2 separate regions of the Mus musculus genome follow, and region 2 is linked to region 1. A link is a contact called in public HiChIP or PLAC-seq data. All regions are on one chromosome and are shown on one strand. Each heading gives the region's core, a stretch centred on a gene start, on an enhancer-like site or on the middle of the called end of the contact. The rest is flanking DNA. Distances are from core to core; before and after follow the strand shown.

What was found. HiChIP or PLAC-seq counts read pairs in DNA pulled down with a chosen protein or histone mark.
Region 2: a FOXA1 HiChIP or PLAC-seq map of pancreatic cancer cells shows a contact between it and region 1. The contact joins two enhancer-like sites. A contact is called at or near these places in 2 of 115 datasets of contacts at active chromatin or transcription factors (cardiomyocytes and pancreatic cancer cells).

The regions. Positions count from the first base shown.
Region 1 is chr4:45,450,904-45,456,912 of GRCm38.p6, forward strand. The region is part of intron 3 of Shb (src homology 2 domain-containing transforming protein B); the gene reads right to left. Among named protein-coding and RNA genes, the nearest start is that of Gm46852, 45 kb to the left of the region's middle. Within about 2 kb of position 2,093, at least 140 of the 459 cell types and tissues checked have an H3K27ac peak or open chromatin away from gene starts, as enhancers often do. A contact at or near this core is called in pancreatic cancer cells, where this site is marked.
Region 2 is chr4:46,089,773-46,095,294 of GRCm38.p6, forward strand. It overlaps Tmod1 (tropomodulin 1), which reads left to right. Exons shown (of 10, transcript NM_021883.2): 5 at 1,074-1,163; 6 at 2,367-2,497; 7 at 4,137-4,244. Among named protein-coding and RNA genes, the nearest start is that of Gm52729, 16 kb to the left of the region's middle. Within about 2 kb of position 2,794, at least 34 of the 459 cell types and tissues checked have an H3K27ac peak or open chromatin away from gene starts, as enhancers often do. A contact at or near this core is called in pancreatic cancer cells, where this site is marked.

The DNA.
Region 1 (6,009 bases), core at 843-3,342:
ACCCTTACGAATCAAACCATTTTGCCGGTCCCAATCAAGTTACTTTAGAATCCTCTTGGAAGTGGTTTTATTCATTCTTACAGTTTGTACTTCCCACAGGTGGGTGGACACTACAGAAGATCTGGGGAGCACATTTTCCTCTCATCTGTGAGATTAGTGCTGCTATATCCATGTTTTTACAAACCAGGTCTGTATGGCTGTAGAACTTGGCTCAGCTAATGTTGCAGGCTGCCATGAGTAGCCTTGAGCCTCCTCAAACCTAGGTTTCCCAGGCGGAGTGGGCACTGCCCTGGCAATCCTGCTTCTTCTTTCTGGCCAGCCTGCAGCCTCTGCTTATTTGTTGTCCGGCACAGGATCGAGCAGCCACTAGCAGAGGCAATGAGGTGAGGAGGAGGCAGTGTGCAGGGACAGGGGACTCTAAGCTGCCACAGATCCCTTCAGCCCCTCAGTGATAAACCAGGAGTTAGGACCAGCCTTCTCAGGAAACAGTATGGGATGCACAGGAGGGGCTGCGACAGTTATGGGTCTGTCTGTGGCTTGTTCACTGATGTCCTACTACTCTGAGAGAGACAGAAGGTGAGCCAACCTGTGCAGGCACCTTTCATGCAGGGCTCTGAATACAATGCCGGATGCCAACCTGTGCAGGCACCTTTCATGCAGGGCTCTGCATACAATGCCAGATGCCACCGAGAGCCAGGTGGGTGTCAGCATGTTGAGGAGGGGAGACTGTACACTGGTTTTGGAGGTGGGGTGGACTACCTACCCCAAGGTAGTTAGCACGTGTGCGTGACTAAAACTTCCCTTCTGCGGTGGCACACCCTCAGCTGCAGTGTTCCAAACCTGCATATACACTAAGCCACTGACTCTGAGAACCCACACCCCACAGATGCCAAGACGGAGCCCCACAGAGCAAAGGACCCTCTACTCTCCAGTGCGCCCCTCAGCCCTTCTTTTGCAAGACTCTTAGGAAATAGCCTCACACAGGTTTGCAATTGCAGGATCAAGAAGAGGCCTCTGGGGTACTTCTGCTGCCTCACAGGATGTGTGAAGACAAGAAGAGTGGGGGCTGGTGACTCTGAAAGGCTCAGAGGCAGGCCTTGAGCCTCAATGGTTCCAGAACACCAATTACATGGCTCTGCCTAGCCTGGGACGGTGAATACAGGATGGCAGTGCTCACCTCTGTCCTTTCATCTGTGACTGTGTCCCCAGAGAAAACACGGACAGCAGAGCTGAGTGCTGACCGCAGAAGACCTATGGAGCACCGAGGGTTCCACACCTGAGAGTGGCCATCTTTTCCACCACAGCTTATTCCCTAGCTGAGAACTATGGCGCTAGAACCAGGGTCTCCTCAGGCGTAGTCAAGGTCGGCACACATCTCCTTACAGGGCAACAGATATCAGAGCCCACAGCAGTAACAACAGCCACCACCTACCATTTAGTGCCTAGTGCCACCCTCAACCTGCAGGTGAGAAGACACAGACAATATGTCACTGTCAGCAAACGGCAGCTTTGAATCCAGACCCATGGCCCCAGCACCTGATTCCTTCCAGGGGCTCACCTGTCACCTGTTACTGGGAATCGCTCAAGGCTGAGGCCCTCTGTGATCTGTAACCTTTTCACCTGCAGACACCCACGAGCCTCCCAGAGCCTGGAGAAAGTGATTACTCCTCCATCTGCTGGTCCTAAGAGCAGGCTCTGCACTGGAGGAAGCGCCCGCCCACTGTGTGTGTCCATGCACTGCCCACTGCAGACAATGAGGAAGGGAGAGACAAGCCAGTGCTGGCCACAAACACAGCTCTCACAAGGCTCAGGGCAGTGGCTTCCTCCACAGACAGGAAGGACACACTTTCAGTTTCTTAGAGGGAATTCAGACATAGGCAGGAAGGGAGGAGGTCTGGCCACTGGCCACACGAAAGTAACCTCCCACTGAGGACTCCTTTGGCCTCATGTGGCCAGGAGACAGATGTCCAACACACAAGAGGACAGATGTGAGCACCAAGTACCTGCTGCCACACGGCCACTGGCAGAGCCTAGCCTGGAAGAGAGCGTGGGTGGGACTTGTGTGGCCAGGCCTGACTCAGTAACTACAAACTTCCCAGCACTCACTGGGCACCAGGCTTGAAGCTGGGTAAGGCCCCATCTGTGCACAGGGCAGGCGGAGCTTTGACCTCATGCGGCTTACAGTCTCCATCCCCATGGAGATCTCTGACCTGCCGAGCCGAAGGGCAAAGCCACTCACTGAATTCCACACAGGAAAAGAAGACGTTTGCAGAGACCCTTCTAACAGCACGTAATGGAGCTGGTGCTTTCGGTTTCTTAAGACTAATAAATGAACTCATTAATATGTCAGACAGAAAAACCAACCAGAGAAACCTGTCCCTCAATAATATCTAGCCAAAGGAGAGAGAGGTCCCTACAGCTCTAACCCTGCCCCCACACTTCCTTTGGTAGACCTGCATGTTAAACATTAATTACGGCTGTTACTCATTACACAGCAAAGAGCTTCCCCTACAAACACAATTGTTAATTTCCTCACAGGCCCAAGGCATTCTGGGAGGCCATGAAGGAGACAGGAGGCATTCTGGAACTCTAGAGAGCCTGTTGTGAGGCAGCACAGGGCTGGAGTGTGGAGAGCGCTGTGGCCAGGTTTGAGACTCCCTGTGGGACCCTCTGCAGACTCTGGGTCCCCAAGGAGGCACAAGGAGCAGGAAGTGTGAGCCATGCCCAGAGCACACAGCACCAGGGTACTAACTTCAAGGTATCTGCAGCTGTGGGGGCAATGACCAGACCAATGCTAAGGCCAAAGAGCAAATGGAGCAATTGCTTCCACCTCAGGGATCTCCCAAGCTACCCTGTACCAGGTTCAAATGAGGCCAATGCAACGGTGGTGGGTGGTGAAGATACTGTTCATTCAGATGGGCCCAAGTTCACTGCTATGGGACTGCAGGTGAGCTGCTGACTGTCTGAGTTTCAGTACGTTCATTTATGTTACCACAGTGAAACAACACCCACACGGCAGGGCTTGACAGGGTTAATTCAAACCAGGTTCGTAACCACTGCTCAATAAAAGCTGGCTTCCTGTCCATTCCTTCTTCCCCTCTTACCATACTGGGGTTCTTTTAAATAACTCAGCCAACTGAGCTGCCTCGGATGACTCTCACCTGTTAGGAAGCAGCCACACACACACAAGACATCACTTTCCCTTTGTCCTTTCAAAGGCCCTTGATAATGTAGAGGAGTCAAAACTCCAGAGGGGCTACCCACGGGGCACAGCACCAGCACCCCATGAGATTACCATGACAACGGTGCACCTGGCTGTTCTGGAACAGACTACCCACAGAATATGACAGGAGGCTCAGCCCAATCCAGGAGGCCGAGAGGGGACCGTTGTGTTAGGGGAGGTTTTCTGGAAGGGCTAACACTGGTGTCACCCGAGATGAGCTGTGACACCCTCCCTGGCTCCCTCATCCCCTCACCTGATGCACAGGATGTCATGAGTGAGTAACTGGAGGTTCTCCACGTGGAGTCCTCTAGAGAGCTGTGACTTCTCACACCTTGACACACACACAGTCAGGACTCAGGTGGCTGCCTGGTATGGTAACACCTTCTTCGGTGGCTTATTTGCAGCTCAAGTTAGGAAGACCAAACAGATCGCTTCTAACACAGGGAGAGGCAGAGGCCGCTTTCACTCAGACTGCTGGCCTGAGCCTCAGGTGGCATGCGCAGGAGTGAAGGCTGGGTAACAGAGGGGACGGGGACAGGGACAGCAGAGCTGCTTTCCAGACCTTCTGTCCCTGTTTCCCACTGCCAGGCATCATCAGGAACGAGCTTTGTAAACGAGGCCTCCAGGGCTCCGAAGCGCCTCTTCATGCAGTGCTGTTTTTTATATTAAATTAAACTTTATTTAATTTGGCAAGCCCTTCCAGAACTCCAGTAATAAACCTCACAGGCACAGCCCTTTAGGGCCCACACTGTCTTTTCATCCAGAGATCTCTGCATGAAAATCCATTGGTTTTCACTGGACTTTTCAAGAAGCCCACGCTACAAGACTTAAGAAAAATCACCACTTTTCGGATGGGAAAACTGAGGCTCGGGGAGGTGAGCAACCTGCCTGAGGTCTAAGCTGATGAGCTGGCAAGCAACAGATAAGATACACTGGCCTGAACTTTCAAAGGCAGACCAACTTGTCAAGGAGCTGGTATGGGGTACAGACAAGGGCCCTAAGTAAGTGCTGAGTATAATAAGCCCATCTGAGTCATGTGTCTGTTTGCCATCTCCGCCTCTGTCAGAGCCCAGGGCACCGTAAAGTACCTTGAAGGGAGACAATCCTGAGACAGTGAGTCACAAATGAAATAACCATCTCTCTAGAGGCCCAGCAGGCTCTCTTCCTAGGCGTGCCCACCACCCAGCCACCGCTGCCACATTCTACACTATCAGGTAGGTGCTTTGATTATTTCTTAGACCCAACTGCAGATATTTCTCTATCTGGGAAGTGAAAGGGCACACATCTCCCACATCCACAGACAGCCCAGCTGGCTCTGTCACAAGGGCTTCTGTGGTTCTCTTCCCCTTTGCTTCTCCAGGACAAGCAGAGTGAGACCAAACAGCATGCAAGGTCCTCATTGTATTAAAAGACAGAAACCTAGCCTGGAGCCCCCCTAGTCCCTTATCCTGGCATGTGAGGCTGGGGCTACAGCATGTGCAGGTCCCCAAACATAATTTATGTGGCACTGTGGAGGCTCAAGCACAGGCTCTGCAGTGAGATTTGGCTTTGCTACTGACCAGGCAGGGGTCCCTCTGTCTCCATCCCTAAAAGAAGGAAATGAGCCATGCAGAAGGTGGCCATGAGAATACGTAAGACTGTGCACACAGAAGGTGCATACTTGATGCTAGCAATGAGACCATGCTTCCCGGATGGGAGGCTCTGCGAGCTCACTAAAGCTTCATAGGGCTGCTGGGCTCACTTACCAGCAGGGCAGACAAAGTCTCCAGGCAGGTACAATCCCTCCAGAGGTGTGACAGCCACAGGTGTCTGCCATCCAGCCCGAGTGCTTCCTCATCCCCATCCTTGGCCTAAGCGTCATGGCCAGCTTCTGTGCAGGACCTGCTCATCCTGCAAGCCGTCCCACCAACCTCACTACCTCCAAACACAGTCTGTAAGGAGCACCGAGGGCTCACTAAACAACTGGTGGGATCCCGTCTAACTCCCCGAGTTCTAATCTTTAATAAGATGTGTGCTGCAGACTCCTGAGGGACAGGAAGACTCCCAGGCCCTGGGAGCTAGGGTCACCTCATTCTCTCAGAATATTGTCTGCACAGCTACAGAGCAACCCATGAACTCCTCCTGTGGCTTAACTGAGACAGGGACAAGAGGGAGACAGACAGACAGACAGACAGACAGACACACGGCGGGGAAGCTTGGAGAAAGCGTGCTGGGGGCTTGGCTGGAAAGGGCCTGTAGTCAGCAGCTCAGAGCTGAGTGGCATCCTACAGGCTATAAAGCATCTCTGTTCCACAGAGTGGGACCAGCAGCCTCCCTGCCTATACGCACTGGCATGCTGGGGTGCCCAGAACTGCCTACAATCCATGCTCCTGCGGTAGAGTGAGTCTCTGCTCCCCATCTTCCTCACTGCAGCTACAGTGGCCTCCAGAGCTGCAAAGTATGTTCTACCGTCAGGTTCCTCCAGAATGCTGGCCACCTTCTGGGTCTACGCTCAGTCTTTCCCCCTTCTAAGCATTTTGGGAATTTGAAAACTCAGAAAAGGGTCCCTGCCAGTTTTTCCAGGTTGAGCATGCAGAGTCACAAAACAGAGCAGTGGAGGGAAGACGGGGCAGTTGTGCTCAGCAAACTTCATCTTACACAGCTCTTTCCTGGTGAGCTCCCGAGACCTGAGAAAAACTGGGGTTGTTACAAGACACCACAGCAATGACAGGCCCTAGCAGAGCTGCCAGTCTCTGACACTCCAGGGCCTCGCTGAAGAATGAGTGCACACACTTGTACACGCATAC
Region 2 (5,522 bases), core at 1,544-4,043, 640 kb after region 1:
CAGACACTTGACCCCCTCCTGAGCTTATTAGGGCTTTAACGATTGGCCCTTGCTCAGCTCTGCTTGGATTGGCCCTTGCTCAGCTCTGCTTGCGCCCACTAGGTCGTAAACTACATGGGCAGACCTCCTGCCTTTCATAGTTCAGTTCCTCTGAGCTGGCACACAGTGAATGTGCTCAGCAAATGCCAAAGAAATGAATGAGCGAAAGAATTAGCGTGTAGTCATGAAGCTGTGTTGGCATCTCCAGAAAGATCTTTCTGGCTGTTCTATGCTGAGTGTTGGGAAGTAGACAGCAGGAAGAAACTAAAGTCATGGTAACACGGCTCTGTTAATGCAGATGTCTCTCCAGGAACAATGGGGCAATGGCCTGATGGGTTCCACCCTAAGTTGGAAATCTCATAAATCAAGATGCACTTACTGCCTGGCTGAACACAACAGCACTCCTGACTGAGGGTGCCGCCATGTTGGTTTTTTTTTCTCCTGGTGATGGTAGATTGACTGAGCTCAGGTTCACTGACCTGATCTAGAATCTTGGGTATCTTATCAGATGCCTCCAGCCTAGAAAAGATAAAGATGTAAGTCACAATGCAGCTCCTACTGACGTGTAACACTTTCGATAACATCACAAGACTGAAAGATTATAATGGGACCATTGTAAGGTGACGGCAGTGAGAAAAGAACAGATTTTCAACCAGGGCAGAGGTACTGACAAGGGAGATGGGACAACCTGAGAGACCTCAGGAGGTCAAAAGGGTCTGAGGGACAGGGTAGAAGACAGAAATGCCCTCCTTGGAAAAGACTCATTCTGTTGGGTTGTGTTGGGTGGGTGTACCCATTGGACCTCAAGGAGATCTGGAAATCTGTGGCCACAACCAAAGAGAGGTCTAGGGAGGTTGGGTGTCTGAGAATCACATGAACGAAAGCTAGAATGATGATAACCCACAGTTTTACATTTTTGTGTACATGTTTCTTACCATTTCTGTGAGCAAAGCTCCCAGCATGTGGAAGATGGGTCCCCGGGAGATATTTCTGACCGCAGGAGCAGAGTCATAGACCTCCCTTTGTCCCCACAGCTATCCTGGGCATGCACACACTCATGAGCAACCAGCAGTACTACCAAGCCTTGGGCAGCAGCTCCATCGTGAACAAGGAGGGGCTCAACAGTGAGTATCCACAGCCCCACTTGGCTGCCATCCCCTCCCCTTGCAGGGCCCCGAGACTGGCTAACAGAGGGCACCTTGGAAAAGAGGCGCCTCCTCCTGCATCTCAGTGCGGTGCCTCTGATACTCTGGCTTACTGCACATCTTACCTAGGAAAATCTCTTCATCTTGTCCTTTAAGTCTGCTGGGTATTTGTCTTGTTATCAAAGCCTTCTTCATCTCAATGCCACGTTTTCTTCTAAAGGTTTTAGAGATTCACTTCTTATATTAGGTGTCTTATTCCTCCCAAAATTGATATTTTCTGTGCAACGGGATGAGATTCGACGTCATTTAGAGTGTGTGTGTGTGTGTGTGTGTGTGTGTGTGTACTTGTGGAAGCCAAAGGCCAGTGTCTGCCTTGGTTGCTCTCCACCTTATTTCTTGAGACCGTCTCTCAGTCAGCCTAGAACTCACTGACTTGGCTAGACTGGCTGCCCAGTGAGCTCCTGGGATCTCCCTGTCCCCACCTCCCCAGTACTGTAACTACAGGCACAGGCTGCTGCACCAAGATTCCTTTTCCTTTTTAAACATGGCTTCCAAGAGTGGAACTTAGGTCTTCATGCTTGTGAGACAAACACTTAGTTAAAATTTTTGATAGCTATCTATTCCCCACCCCCAAACAATATTCTTTGAAAAGTGTGTTCTTGAGAACTCTGTCTTTCTCTTCAGTTTCTCTCTCCTCTGTCCCCCTGAGACCCTCTGGCCTTTCCTGGGCCGATGTCATAGTGTTTCAATTATTCAACTGCATTGTTCTAAGATGACAGTTTGGAACCAGAGGAAAATGAGGGTGACAAAGGAATACGGATCCTTCCTCTTGGAAGGGAACTACATTTCTTCCCAGCCCGGCCCTCAGCTTACCCCCCTGGGAGACCACTGGAGATAATGAGCTGGTGGTAATACCATCCCCCCTGGACAGACAAATGCTTGAGAGTCAGACTCTCCAGGTCTTGTAAGAACTGCAGCATCCTGGGATAACCCAACCTCTTGGATTTCTCCCTGACTTCTTCCAACACATTGCAGCCCTTGGTACCCCCTGGTACCCCCTGTAATGCGCTGTCTCCCTTATACCCTGAGTTCAACCAATGCTTCTCCCCAGGGAGTCCTTTTGTTGGGAGAAAGTGACTCCTATGTTTCTGTGAGCCAGCTCCTTTTAATTCCTTACCGAAGGTGTGATCAAACCCACACAATACAAGCCTGTGCCTGATGAAGAACCAAATTCAACAGACGTAGAGGAAACGCTGGAGCGAATAAAGAACAATGACCCAGAACTAGAAGAGGTTAATCTTAACAACATCCGGGTAAAGTCCTGCTATTTTACTTCATGGGTATTGGGGGTAAGGGTTTTCATTTGGGGGAGGGAGGGTTGTCTAGGCATACTGATGCCAGCAGTCCAGGCAATATAGATCATCAAGTCCAAATGCATATTTAGATCTGGGTATTTCTAGATCAGGAGAGCATTTCATGGATGACTAGTGTCAACAGGCAAATCTCTCAGTCCTGGTTTCTTTCTGAGGACAATGCCAGGCTCAGAAGTCTACCACAGGCCAAGCCAGCCTTGATCTGGACACCTGCCACATTGTTCAAAAAACACAGAGATTCTCTGTGATAAAATTATGAGTCAGAACCACACTGCAGCACGGGACTTCAAGGCTGGCAAAGCCCTGTACTACAAAGACTCGGGGATCACAAACCCCGCTACCCCATGAGACATCACAGTTCCCTCTGGATCTTGCTTATATTCAAACTTATTTTACAGTCAGGGAAGGGAGATGTTGGCGCAGGTGCCCCCAAGAAAGACCCAAGCTGTGTGCTGTAGCTCTGTGGCTGCTTTCCTCTGTGGCCACCAGGGCAGGGTGCAGGAGGAATGTGGAAGCAAGTATAGCTGCCTGCTCTTCCCTGCCCCTCTGCTCTGCTTGAGGCCCTGGCATTAGCCATGAGAGGGGTAAGACAAGAAGCCAGCCCCCTCCTTTCTTCTCAGCTTTCCTTAGTGGCTGCCAGTTCCAAACACAATCAGATTGGAAACCTGCACCCCAGTTTTCTCCTCCACCTGGCTCCTTGTTCTTCTCCCACGGGGGCTTAGGTGACACTTTGAAATGAGAGCTCTGGGAAGTATAGCCATGGCTTCTCTGTCTCCATCTCTTTCTCTCTGTGCTTCCATTGTCTGCATTGTGAGAGATGCTGACACAATCCTTGTATGTCCTGGACTGTTAATACTGCCTCAAGACAGGCAGGCACAAGTAGTGAAAGCCCAATGAGAGGCCTCGGCCAAGGGCTTGAACTCCTGAGGCCTCAGTTTCCCTTCTGTGCCAAGAGACAGTTGGACATAGATAAGGTTTTCACCCAAGAGAGTAAAAAGCATACACCAGAGCCCAGGCCTCTGAGGTTCTGTGTGTGATGGTCTGGGGCTGGCCCGCACATACGCAGGATAAACTGCCCCTGGGACCCACAGACATGTAGCCAGTGCTGAGACCCTCTGGGACAGATGTCTCAGAGAGAAGTCAGTGTATCTTTCCATTCTGTCTTTCAGAACAGACCCAAGGAAGGGAAGAGGGTCCCCCCAGTGTCACACTGCATGTCAGATTCTGCTAGTCACTAAGTGGAAGCCAGGGTCCAGCCCCGCCCCTCTCCCAGTCCACAACATTTATACACCATCCCTCCCAGCCCCGGGCCTTGAGTGCTGCCTCTTCTCCAGCCTCCCCTTGTATGGAAGAGAGTGGGTTTTGTCTGAACATTTCAGGGGCGCTTTTATCAATCCATGTACTGGAGGATCCTCTGAGCCTCATCCTCATGGCCCATTCAGAGACTCACAAGGACCCAGCAGGGAGCCAGCCAGCATTTGGGACAGAGCTACTGTCCCCTCTCTCCGGCAGTCACTACCCCACCCCCACCCCAGCCCATGCAAGGCTGCTGTTCACTTTTCTGACTTTCTCTCTGCAGAATATTCCCATACCCACCCTCAAGGCATATGCAGAAGCCCTGAAAGAGAACTCCTATGTGAAGAAGTTCAGCATCGTGGGGACCCGCAGCAATGACCCTGTGGCGTTTGTATGTCCTGACCTCTCTGCTCTGCTGTGTAGTCAGTCACTGGGGACTCGGGCCTGGTCCCACTGATGAGAGGAGTTCTGTGTGGAGAGGGAGGAGACTCACTAGGAGCCAGGAGGGGGTACAGACAGATGAGACAGCCCACACACAATGCCCTGTGTTCACTCCAGAGCTAATCCTTGCAACTACCTGCTCCCGGTAAGGTGGGTCTACCGGGGAGGTTAGGCAACTGGCCTTGTCCAAAGTCATACACAAAAAGAGAAAAGCAGACCTGGCATCGAGCAAAGTCACTCTGACCTCCACAGCTGGTCCTCCTCCACCCAACATTCTCATTCAGGCAAAGCTCGGACCCTTCTCAGGGACTCAGTTTCCCCATCTCTCAAACACTGGCCTCATTAATGAATCCAAGGGACCAGTTTTACCTTTACCAGTGTCTCTAAAAATAACTGCCAGTCAGCCAGGTATGGTGATGTGCATGTCTGTGATCGCATTTGGGAGGTGGAGACAGGAGGATCAGAAGCTTGGGGCCAGCCTGGGTTACATGAGGCTCTCGACAAACAAATGAAGAAACCATGTTACAAAGTAAATTGTACTTATTATAAAATAACCATTCATTTTTGAAATGCCCAGTAAAAATTTCTTAACAATCTATGCATAATCCTGAATTAGACTCTGGGAATCTGACTGTAGCCAGCCTCCTGTCCCACATTCATGACCATACCCATCTGTCTGGCCTTGAAGACAGCAGAATGGCACAGCACAGTGTGGCTGTTCTCCCTCTGGGAGCAGGGGGAGAGGCAGGAATTAACTTTCCCAGGGGGATAGGGAATGGAGTAACAATCAGATCTCTTCACCATTTTAAAAGAAGTAAGACTGTTTCATTTAGTCGTTTTGAAATAACTGAGTGGGCTCACAGTGGGGGACAAAGGCAGCCCACAGACTGCCAGAGTGGGAGTGTCTAGACCTATGTCCTCTCTCTGTCCTCAGTGGATCCTGCGTCTGTCTGTAGTGACATAGCTGGCAAAACCCCATGTACTACTTGTTCATGGTTCAGAAACCAGGCTCGGAGTGCTGGCACTTAGCTCCATGCCACGGAAGGTTTGGGGGCACGGACTCCATGCCAGGCCGACAGCTGGTGGCAGGCCCTTCATACCTGCATACTTATTACCAAGTGCTGAAATGTTTCTGGCCTGTTGTTAGACCAGGTGCCAGAGCCATCATTGACTGCCTTGGTGCATGTCTCCTTCCCTCTGTTTCTCTACTGTCACCCAACACACAGGA